3 separate regions of the Sus scrofa genome follow, and all the other regions are linked to region 3. Evidence: chromatin contacts called from public HiChIP or PLAC-seq data. All regions are on one chromosome and are shown on one strand. Each heading gives the region's core, a stretch centred on a gene start, on an enhancer-like site or on the middle of the called end of the contact. The rest is flanking DNA. Distances are from core to core; before and after follow the strand shown.

The links. HiChIP or PLAC-seq counts read pairs in DNA pulled down with a chosen protein or histone mark.
Region 1: an H3K27ac HiChIP or PLAC-seq map of alveolar macrophages shows a contact between it and region 3. The contact joins the promoter of PRDX1 here to the promoter of BTBD19 in region 3. A contact is called at or near these places in 2 of 2 datasets of contacts at active chromatin or transcription factors (alveolar macrophages and skeletal muscle).
Region 2: a contact with region 3 is called in an H3K27ac HiChIP or PLAC-seq map of alveolar macrophages. The contact joins the promoter of LOC110261410 here to the promoter of BTBD19 in region 3. A contact is called at or near these places in 1 of 5 promoter capture datasets (liver) and 2 of 2 datasets of contacts at active chromatin or transcription factors (alveolar macrophages and skeletal muscle).

The regions. Positions count from the first base shown.
Region 1 is chr6:165,845,984-165,848,683 of Sscrofa11.1, reverse strand. It overlaps PRDX1 (peroxiredoxin-1), which reads right to left and starts at 1,294. Exons shown (of 6, transcript XM_021096742.1): 1 at 761-1,294.
Region 2 is chr6:165,864,490-165,867,189 of Sscrofa11.1, reverse strand. LOC110261410 reads right to left here and starts at 1,324. Exons shown (of 9, transcript XM_021097629.1): 1 at 1,159-1,324; 2 at 55-88. The coding sequence starts at 1,324. It overlaps MMACHC (methylmalonic aciduria (cobalamin deficiency) cblC type, with homocystinuria), which reads left to right and starts at 1,516. Exons shown (of 4, transcript NM_001244776.1): 1 at 1,516-1,613. The coding sequence starts at 1,533.
Region 3 is chr6:166,525,351-166,528,050 of Sscrofa11.1, reverse strand. BTBD19 (BTB/POZ domain-containing protein 19) reads left to right here and starts at 1,326. Exons shown (of 8, transcript XM_021096773.1): 1 at 1,326-2,230; 2 at 2,489-2,700. It overlaps TCTEX1D4 (Tctex1 domain containing 4), which reads right to left and starts at 701. Exons shown (of 4, transcript NM_001032356.1): 1 at 550-701; 2 at 71-144.

The DNA of each region.
Region 1 (2,700 bases), core at 45-2,544, 680 kb after region 3:
ACGAAGCAACTTGGCAACCAAACATAGTATATGACCCTAACACTAACGGCCTTCTGGTCCAGACCTGCTTTTCCGGGTGCCCCCACGTCCACTAAAGCACAACCAATGGGGGGGGGGGGGAAAGGCTGCAGGACTTCCAGCCGACGAGGTCCCCTCAGGAAAGCTCCCCTTGAAGTTCCCCGGAGAAAACTACGGCCCCCCCCCCCGAAAGGCCAATTCAAGTGGTTTCCTGCCACCCCCATCGTCCCTCCGCTGCACTTCGGAAGCACCAGGAGTCTTCACTAACGGCATTTAGAATCACCACAAACCCCATTCTGCACATGGAAAAAGATGGAGAAGGGAATCAGGACCCACGGCTACACTGGTGAGCAGGCACAGCCTCTTCCCCTCCTACACGACGGACGGGCAGTCTGTTTCTGACCAGTTTCTGAATCCGTCTTAGAAGCTTCGGGAACCCGTCCGCCCCGTAGGGGACCCCGTCACCACCCACCCGCCCCGACGGCCCCGCCAAGCCAATCAGCGCCCTCTGCTTGAGTTGCCGGGGGAAGAGGGGACGCAGGGCGCGGGCGGCGTCGGGGTTCAACCAGGCAGCTGTCCCGCAGGCAAAGGGGGTCCCATGTGAGGCTCCCTCTCCGGCAGAGCGTCCCCCCAGTTAAGCCGGGCGGGCCGGGAGGAAGAGAAGGAAGAGGAGGAAAAGGCAACGAGAGAGGAGTGGGGCGCTGCGGTCGGTCGGCTGAAGCCGCGCCGCCCACAAACTCACCAGTCCTCAAGCAGAAGCCACCGAGCGCAGCCAGGAAGCAGACACGCGAAGCACGCGCGGGGCGCTGCCTTTATAGCCCGTGAGGCTCTCGCGAGAGTCAGGGCGGGCCGGGGGTGCGGGCGGGGGAGACGGAAGGGGGATCTGGCCCCAGCACCGCCCCGACCCAACTCGCCCCGCCGGGATGACTCAGCGCTTTCCTTCCCTGGGGGCGGGCTCGGGTGGAGACAGTACCAATCCCCTCCTCGCCTTCGAGGGTTGAGGTGTCCGCGGAAGGCACCTTTTAGATCAATCACTTTCCTTCCCGATGCCTCCGTGAATCCAAGATTTGAGGCGGGGCGGGGGTGGGGGAGTCCGTGCGCCTTGCCCTTCAAGCCCAAACCTGGGTAAAGGTCCTCACTGCTGCCCACGGAAGACCCCCCCCCATCGGGCCGGAGAAAGATCTATCCAAATATTTCTCAGATATTCCGCCCAGATTCCCACAACCTCTGCTCTAGTGCTGATCTCAGTAACCCAGATTGCTTAGACAGCCTCCCTTAATTGCTCTGTCTGACAGCAGGATGGCTGCTTTTCCATCTCCCTCTATGGGTTCCTACCTCTGCCTTCCCTTCCCATCCATTCCACTGCAGCTGGAGGGACTCTGAAATCTGACCATATTACTCACGCCTCTAATTTGTGGTTCCGAAAAACTGATCCTGTATTCTTGAGTTAAAACTCCTCACTGTCATTCTGTGTGACCTTCATGCAAGAGTCTTAATCTGTTAGCCTTACTCTTCTCCCCTGTAAAAATGGGAATGCACCACGAGTGTGGCCAAAAAGAAAAAATAAAAACAAGTAAATCCTTAAAAAAAAAAAGAAAGGGAATGCTATTAACTCTTTGTTGAGATCATCTCTGTAGTTTATTTAGCACAGTACCTAGTTCTTTGCTCCTCTTTGTAACACCCAGAACAGAGTGTAGCTGTTTCACGCCTTCAGGCTCTTGCTCAAGCACAAAGAACCTGTTCCTATTTGGCCTAGAGAAAACGTATCTGAAGATAGCTGAAGCACTACTTCCTCTGGAACTCTTCTTTCACTCATCCCCAGAATTAACCATTCCCCTTCATGCCCAAACGATAACAACAACAAAAACCTTTTAGGTCATGGCTCAGTGGTTAACGATTCCGACTAGGAACCATGAAGTTGCAGGTTCAATCCCTGGCCTTGCTCAGTGGGTTAAGGATCCCGCGTTGCCATGAGCTGTGGTGTAGGTTGCAGATGCGGCTCGGATCCCGCGTTGCTGTGGCTCTGGCATAGGCCTGTGGCTACAGCTCCAATTCGACCTCTAGCCTGGGAACCTCCATATGCCGAGGGAGTGGTCCTAGAAAAGGCAAAAAGACAAAAACAAAAACAAACAAACAAAAAAACCCACAAACCTTTAAAGCTAATTTACTTGTTTATGTGTTTACCTCTCCTTATTAGACTGACTTTCTGGAGGGTAGGGTTTGTTACATCCACCTCTGATTCCTCAAGTCACAACATAACAGCTGATATAAAATAGGAATGTTAAAAAAAAAAAAAAAAAAGGAATGTTTAAGAAATAATATTGTGTTCCCCTTTCTGCCCCCATCCCCCATTATTCTCCTAACTCCATTGGACCTTTATAGCAGGATAAGAAAGAGGGAAGTGCTGTGTCATGCTGGCTGGGCATCTCAATATTTGGAGGTATTTATCATCCTGCCATCAACAGAAGTGATTTTTTGTTTTTTCTTTCTCTGAGGCAGAACTGTTACTTGGGCATTATTCATTTCCTTTTTTTTTTCTTTTTTTTTTTTTTAATTGCTGTGGCCAAGGCTTTAGGGCTTTCTGGGGCCAGGGTTCTGCCTGTACCACAGCAGTGACCCGAGCTGCTGAGTGACAACACCAGATCCTTAACCCACTGCACCATAGGGAACTCATTTCCTTTT
Region 2 (2,700 bases), core at 75-2,574, 660 kb after region 3:
GATCCTGGAAAGAGAAAAGGCTGGCGGGTAAGTAGGAAAAGGAACAATACTTACCTGCGGTGGAGACCCCAAAGGAATACAGCTGCTGCTACAAAACAAAGAAGGGCACAGGCCAATGAGTTCTTGGTGTTCCTTAACCCACTACCTTAATCCGGGGGCAGGGGCCTCAGGTGCCCCCTCGTCTTAATCCTGGCCACATTTCCGTCAGTAGCTTTTTTTTTTTTTTTTTTTTTGGTCTTTTCTAGGGGCCACTCCCTCGGCATATGGATGTTCCCAGGCTAGGGGCCGAATCGGAGCAATAGCTGCCGGCCTACACCACAACCACAGCAACTCGGGATCCGAGCTACACCACAGCTCAGGGCAACGCTGGATCGTTAACCCACTGAGCGGGGCCAGGGATGGAACCCGCAACCTCATGGTCGGATTCGTTAACCACCGAGCCAGGACAGGAACTCCCGGTCAGTAGCATTGAGAAGCGTGTCGAGCTGCTCAAAGTCTGGTTCCTTCTCATAGCCTGAGGCAGTGGTCTGGGTCCCTAGAGCCTTACGCCCTTGCTCTCCCAACCCGGGACATCCGAGGCAAAGCCCGGGAAAGGCCAGAACGTCAGCTCGAAAGAGATGAGTGGGTACGCAATACTAAAAGTAAGGATGCTGGAGTTCCCATCGTGGCGCAGCGGTTAACGAATCCGACTAGGAACCATGAGGTTGCGGGTTCGGTCCCTGCCCTTGCTCAGTGGGTTAAGGATCCGGCGTTGCCGTGGGCTGTGGTGTAGGTTGCAGACACGGCTCGGATCCCGCGTTGCTGTGGCTCTGGCGTAGGCCAGGGGCTACAGCTCCGATTAGACCCCTAGCCTGGGAACCTCCATATGCCGCGGGAGTGGCCCAAAAAAAATAGCAAAAAGACAAAAATAATGATAATAATAAAAAATAAAATAAAAAAATAAAAGTAAGGATGCAATATTAGACCAAAATTAAGCCTCAGGGACTCGTCAGGGGAGCAGCGTCCTTGGGGAACTGGGGTACAAGAGGGTTACCCTGATACAGATACCAGGGGGGAGTTGAAGATGCTGAATCTTGGTCGAGACCTCCGCAGACGCAGGACACTGGCGCGATTACACCGAATCTAAGGCAGCGACTCCTGCCGCCACCCTGTTCGAACCTATGACACTCCGGGAAAGCCAGACTTTGGACTGGCCTCCGCGGCGCCGATTGGGAAACTGAGTTCGCCCCACACGGAGACAACCGGCAGCAGAAGAAGGCTGCCAAGCTACATTTTTCTGGAAGCGTTTAACACGCGCATTAGCACATACACACACCCCCACCATGCCGCGAAACAGTCTTTCTGATTTTGTAGCCGCCGCGTCTAAGGACCAAATGAACTACGTGTCCCAGGATGCATCGCGCAGAGCCAACGATGTTCCGCTGCAGATCCAGTAGCTCTTGGGAAATGGAGTTCAAGCTACCTCGACGTTTAACGGCCCGCGTTGGCCTTCAAACTCCATTTCCCAGCAGGCTCAGCGTGTAGCGTGCGCTATGGAGCCCCATGTCGCAGAGCTGAAGCAGAGGATTGAGGACACGTTATGCCCTTTTGGCTTCGAAATTTACCCCTTCCAGGTTGGTTTATCCCTACCGCGGTGCTAGGGCAAAACGTATGATTAGCCTCGGTGCCACTGGCCTCTATTCTTTCCCGAGCTCCCCCGGCCGCGTGTCCGTCTGACCTACCGGGAGAGGGTGTCAACGGGCGCTTAAGTTCAAAGGGTAGAGAAGCGTTGCACGTTTGTCCTTTTACCCTCATATATTGCCGGACTGATGAGCAGGAGACACCACATGATCAGTAACCTTGTGGCCTTGTCACCTACGCAGTTTACATAGGGGCCAGAGTCACTTTGGAAGCTTCCCGAAGGAGTTAGGAGAGGGCAACGTCTGAAAGATTTGCATGGCTAGAATTTAGGTCATCTCATGAGGGAAGGACATTCCTGGGGTTGAACAAGCAAATGATTGGCTGGTCTGTCCCATCTACCAACCAAAGGAGGGATTCATGAAGTTGCCAATTACTAGGACCCGTCTGAGTACAGAGACTGCATACTTACCTGACACACAAGTCTAGCATCACCACCTACCGTTTTGCACATAGGTCCATTTCCCCATATCCATTGCCTCCTGCACTGAGCCCTCTGCTTGGAAACAAAGCTGATTAAACTCAGCTTGAGCCTTTTGCCTGATGCTTAAGAGGCAGCCCACTCCCACAACCTTCCAATGAGTGGCCCCTAAGCAGTGCTGGGTAATGATATAGAGGAAGAGGTAGGTTGGGTTTAGAGTGAGAGAGCCTTCTCTGAAACAGTGGAGTTGAGCTGTATATGAAAAAATAGATTGGAAGGAAGGACAGTTATATACATCGCAAATGTCAGGAATAGCTTGAGTAAAGGTGTGGAGGTAGTAGTGGTGGCTGGCAGGTATGGGGGAGAGTGGGGATGCGTATCTGGTGTGATCAGGCAGGCCTGGGTGGTGGGGGCTGTGGTATTGAACTGTGCCATCTATAGTCCTGCCAGTCATCCTAGGCTCCTCCATCTCTCACCTCCCCAACCCTACATCCAGTCAGCCACTGGGCCCTTTAGGAATCTGTCTGCTGCATCTTCCAAATCCATTCCTTCCCATTGAACACATCTATGCCCTGGTCCAGGCCAGTTTTTTGGGGGCCACA
Region 3 (2,700 bases), core at 77-2,576:
CCTGCCTGGCCCTCCTTGTACACCGTCCAGTCTCTTAGTAAGAGGTTTTTACTCCCTAATTCCTTCTTACCTGTTTTTTGGGGACAGGTGAATCCAGGAGTCTGGGGCTGTGTGGATTCGAAGTACTGGGAGGGTTAAGGGCTGCTAGAGACAAAATAAGGGGAGAGACGCTGCGCAGACTGTTAATCTGGGGCTGTCCCTGTCCTCTGAGCTCCGCACTCGCTGAGCGTTGGAGGCTCCTTAACTGAGCTCAGAGTCCACTGCCTTTTCTCTCTTGTACTGGGCTTTACCAGCAGGAGAAGTGGGGCCGTAGTGGCCCCCTCTGCCTCCGCCTGGACAGGGAGCCTCCACCCCCTAACAGAAGGAGGCATAGACCTGACTCCTTCAACCCCCACAGACAGGCCCAGCCCTGCGTGTCTCAGATCCCGCCATCCTCCACCCCTACCTCTTCTAAGGCAGCTGGCGCAAAGATCCCCACAACTGGCTGAGGCTGGGGCCAAGTGACCCAGGATGGTCCTTCCACCCTCTGCTCTTGGCTCCTGGCCCTACCTCCAGAGTCAGTGCTGGGACGGCTGCCCTCTTCTCCCGAAACTCCTCAGCCCCTTGAGTCACCACAGTCTTTGGCTTTCACATTCTCTCCCCCCGGCCCCTGCCTGGCCGCCTGACTGGCAGGTGGGAGGGTAAGGGCCCCTTGCCTGTGTTGTGGGGTTGCCATGGGTTGCTGGGCAAGCACGCCTCTCTTCCTGGTTCCTTCTCTCGAGTCCAAGCTCTGACCTAACCTGGGAGCGTTACTGCTCTGAGCACGTGCTGAGTGCGGGGTGCCTGAGTCACCAGCAGAGGGGACAGAGGTTTAGCGCCCAAGGGCATACACATAAGACTGAAGGGGCAGATGTAGAGAGAGGCTCTGGTCAGAAAGGCATCCCCCACGCCAGGGCTTTTGAGCCGCTGACCTTCTCTCCCCTCGCGAAGCCTGGCTCTCCACTGGGGAGCAAGTCGCAGAGGCCTGGGATATGGGACACCTTTTGGGGCTGCGGGGGTGGCTGCCCAGGAATCGGGATCTGGGCCGACAGGAAGGAGCACGTCATGGGCTCGAGCGTTTCCACATCGGCTGCAACAGGGACAAACATTTCCGTTCCCCGCGCAGAGCTGGGTGGGGCTTGGATGACTTCCTCAGTTCAGGGCTTGAGGGGGAGGGGGAGGCACCCATCAGGACCCGGGCCTGATGCAACAGTGGTGACTCCACTTTGCATAAACCCTGCTGACCTAAGTGGCCTGGGGCTTGTCCCCAGCTGCCCACACCTCCTGGGTGCCCTAGTGCCCAGACGGCCCTCCACCCTCACTGCAGTTGCATTTCAGGGATGCCAGAGACCACGATGCCTCTGTCAGAGCTGACACCACCTCACCTGAGCCCCCACTCTGGGAAGGACAGGGCGGCCACCTCCCAGACAAACCAGGTCTGGGCCCTGAAAATGGTCCGAGGGGTCAAGGACTTTCCCGGTTGAGGGGGTTCCCCAGGCCTGGCTAGCCTGACCCTGACCCTGACCCTGACCCTGCCCCTGACCCTGTGGGCCTACAGGGGGCGGGGGGGAGGGACAGAGGGTTCGAACCCTGAACCCTGGACAGTCAGGAGTCAGGGCACTAAGACCCTGGCTCTGCTTAGGGCCCCTCTAGGGCTGAAGTTTTCGGGGCCTGTGGGGGAAGGGGCGGGGCCTCCTCTCCGCCTGGGATCTCGTTTCCGTGGAAACCCACAGGCTTTCCACCCTGGCGCTGCCTGGGCAGGCTCCCAGCTGGGGCCTCATCCACAGCCAGCCTCTCTTCCCCGTTCGGCCTGCTCCACCCCTGCCTCTCTGGGTCCCCTCCCTGAGTCCCTATCCCCAGCCTGAGCCTCCGGCCTTCTCCCCGAGCCTCTGATGCCTTCGGGAACCGGGGCCTCTCGCGCCCCATCCCTAAACTTCAGCTTCTCAGCAAACAGGGCTCCCAAGCTCCCGCCCCTCCCTCTCAGGCCTCTCTAGCTCCTCTGCAGCTCTAGGGCCTGGCCAGGCCTCCTGCTCCTTCCACCTTCCGCCTCCCTACAGACCCACAGACAACAAGCCTCCTGGGCTGCACCCCCTGCTTACTCCTCTACCCCCCTCCCGCCCCCACCCATGGAGCCCCCAGGACTGGTTGTGCACGGGGCGGTGGCGCCCTTTTCCACGGCACTCCGAAGCCTCGTCAACAACCCCCTGTACAGGTGAGGGGGCGGGCCCTGTCTGCGGGTCTTCCCTAGCTGCCTCTGCTGGGCCCCGTGATTCTGAGGAAGCTCTGGGTTCAGAGGAAGTGGGGAGTTGGGGCTTGAGCCTCCTCCCCCGGTGACCTCAGCCTGGGGAAGTAGAGGATGGCTCCTGGTCACTCAGTGTCTGCAATTTTCCTGCGAGCCGGAGGTGGGGGCGGTGGGGGGTGGAGTTCAGGCTCAGCTGGGTGACCTCAGGGAAAGGCTTTCCTTTTTCAGACCTCGGGCTCCTGGCAGAGAAGAGCCCTCTGCCCCCTGGATCCTGAGAACCGGAATGTGACTTGAATGCCTCCCTGGGGAGGGAGGCAGAGGAGCAGATGACCCCGCTCTGGGAACTGGGGACTCACATCGGGAATGAAACTTCAGAAACTGAGCCAGGGAGTCTCTACTGTGGCTCAGTGGAAACGAATCCAACTAGTATCCATGAGGAT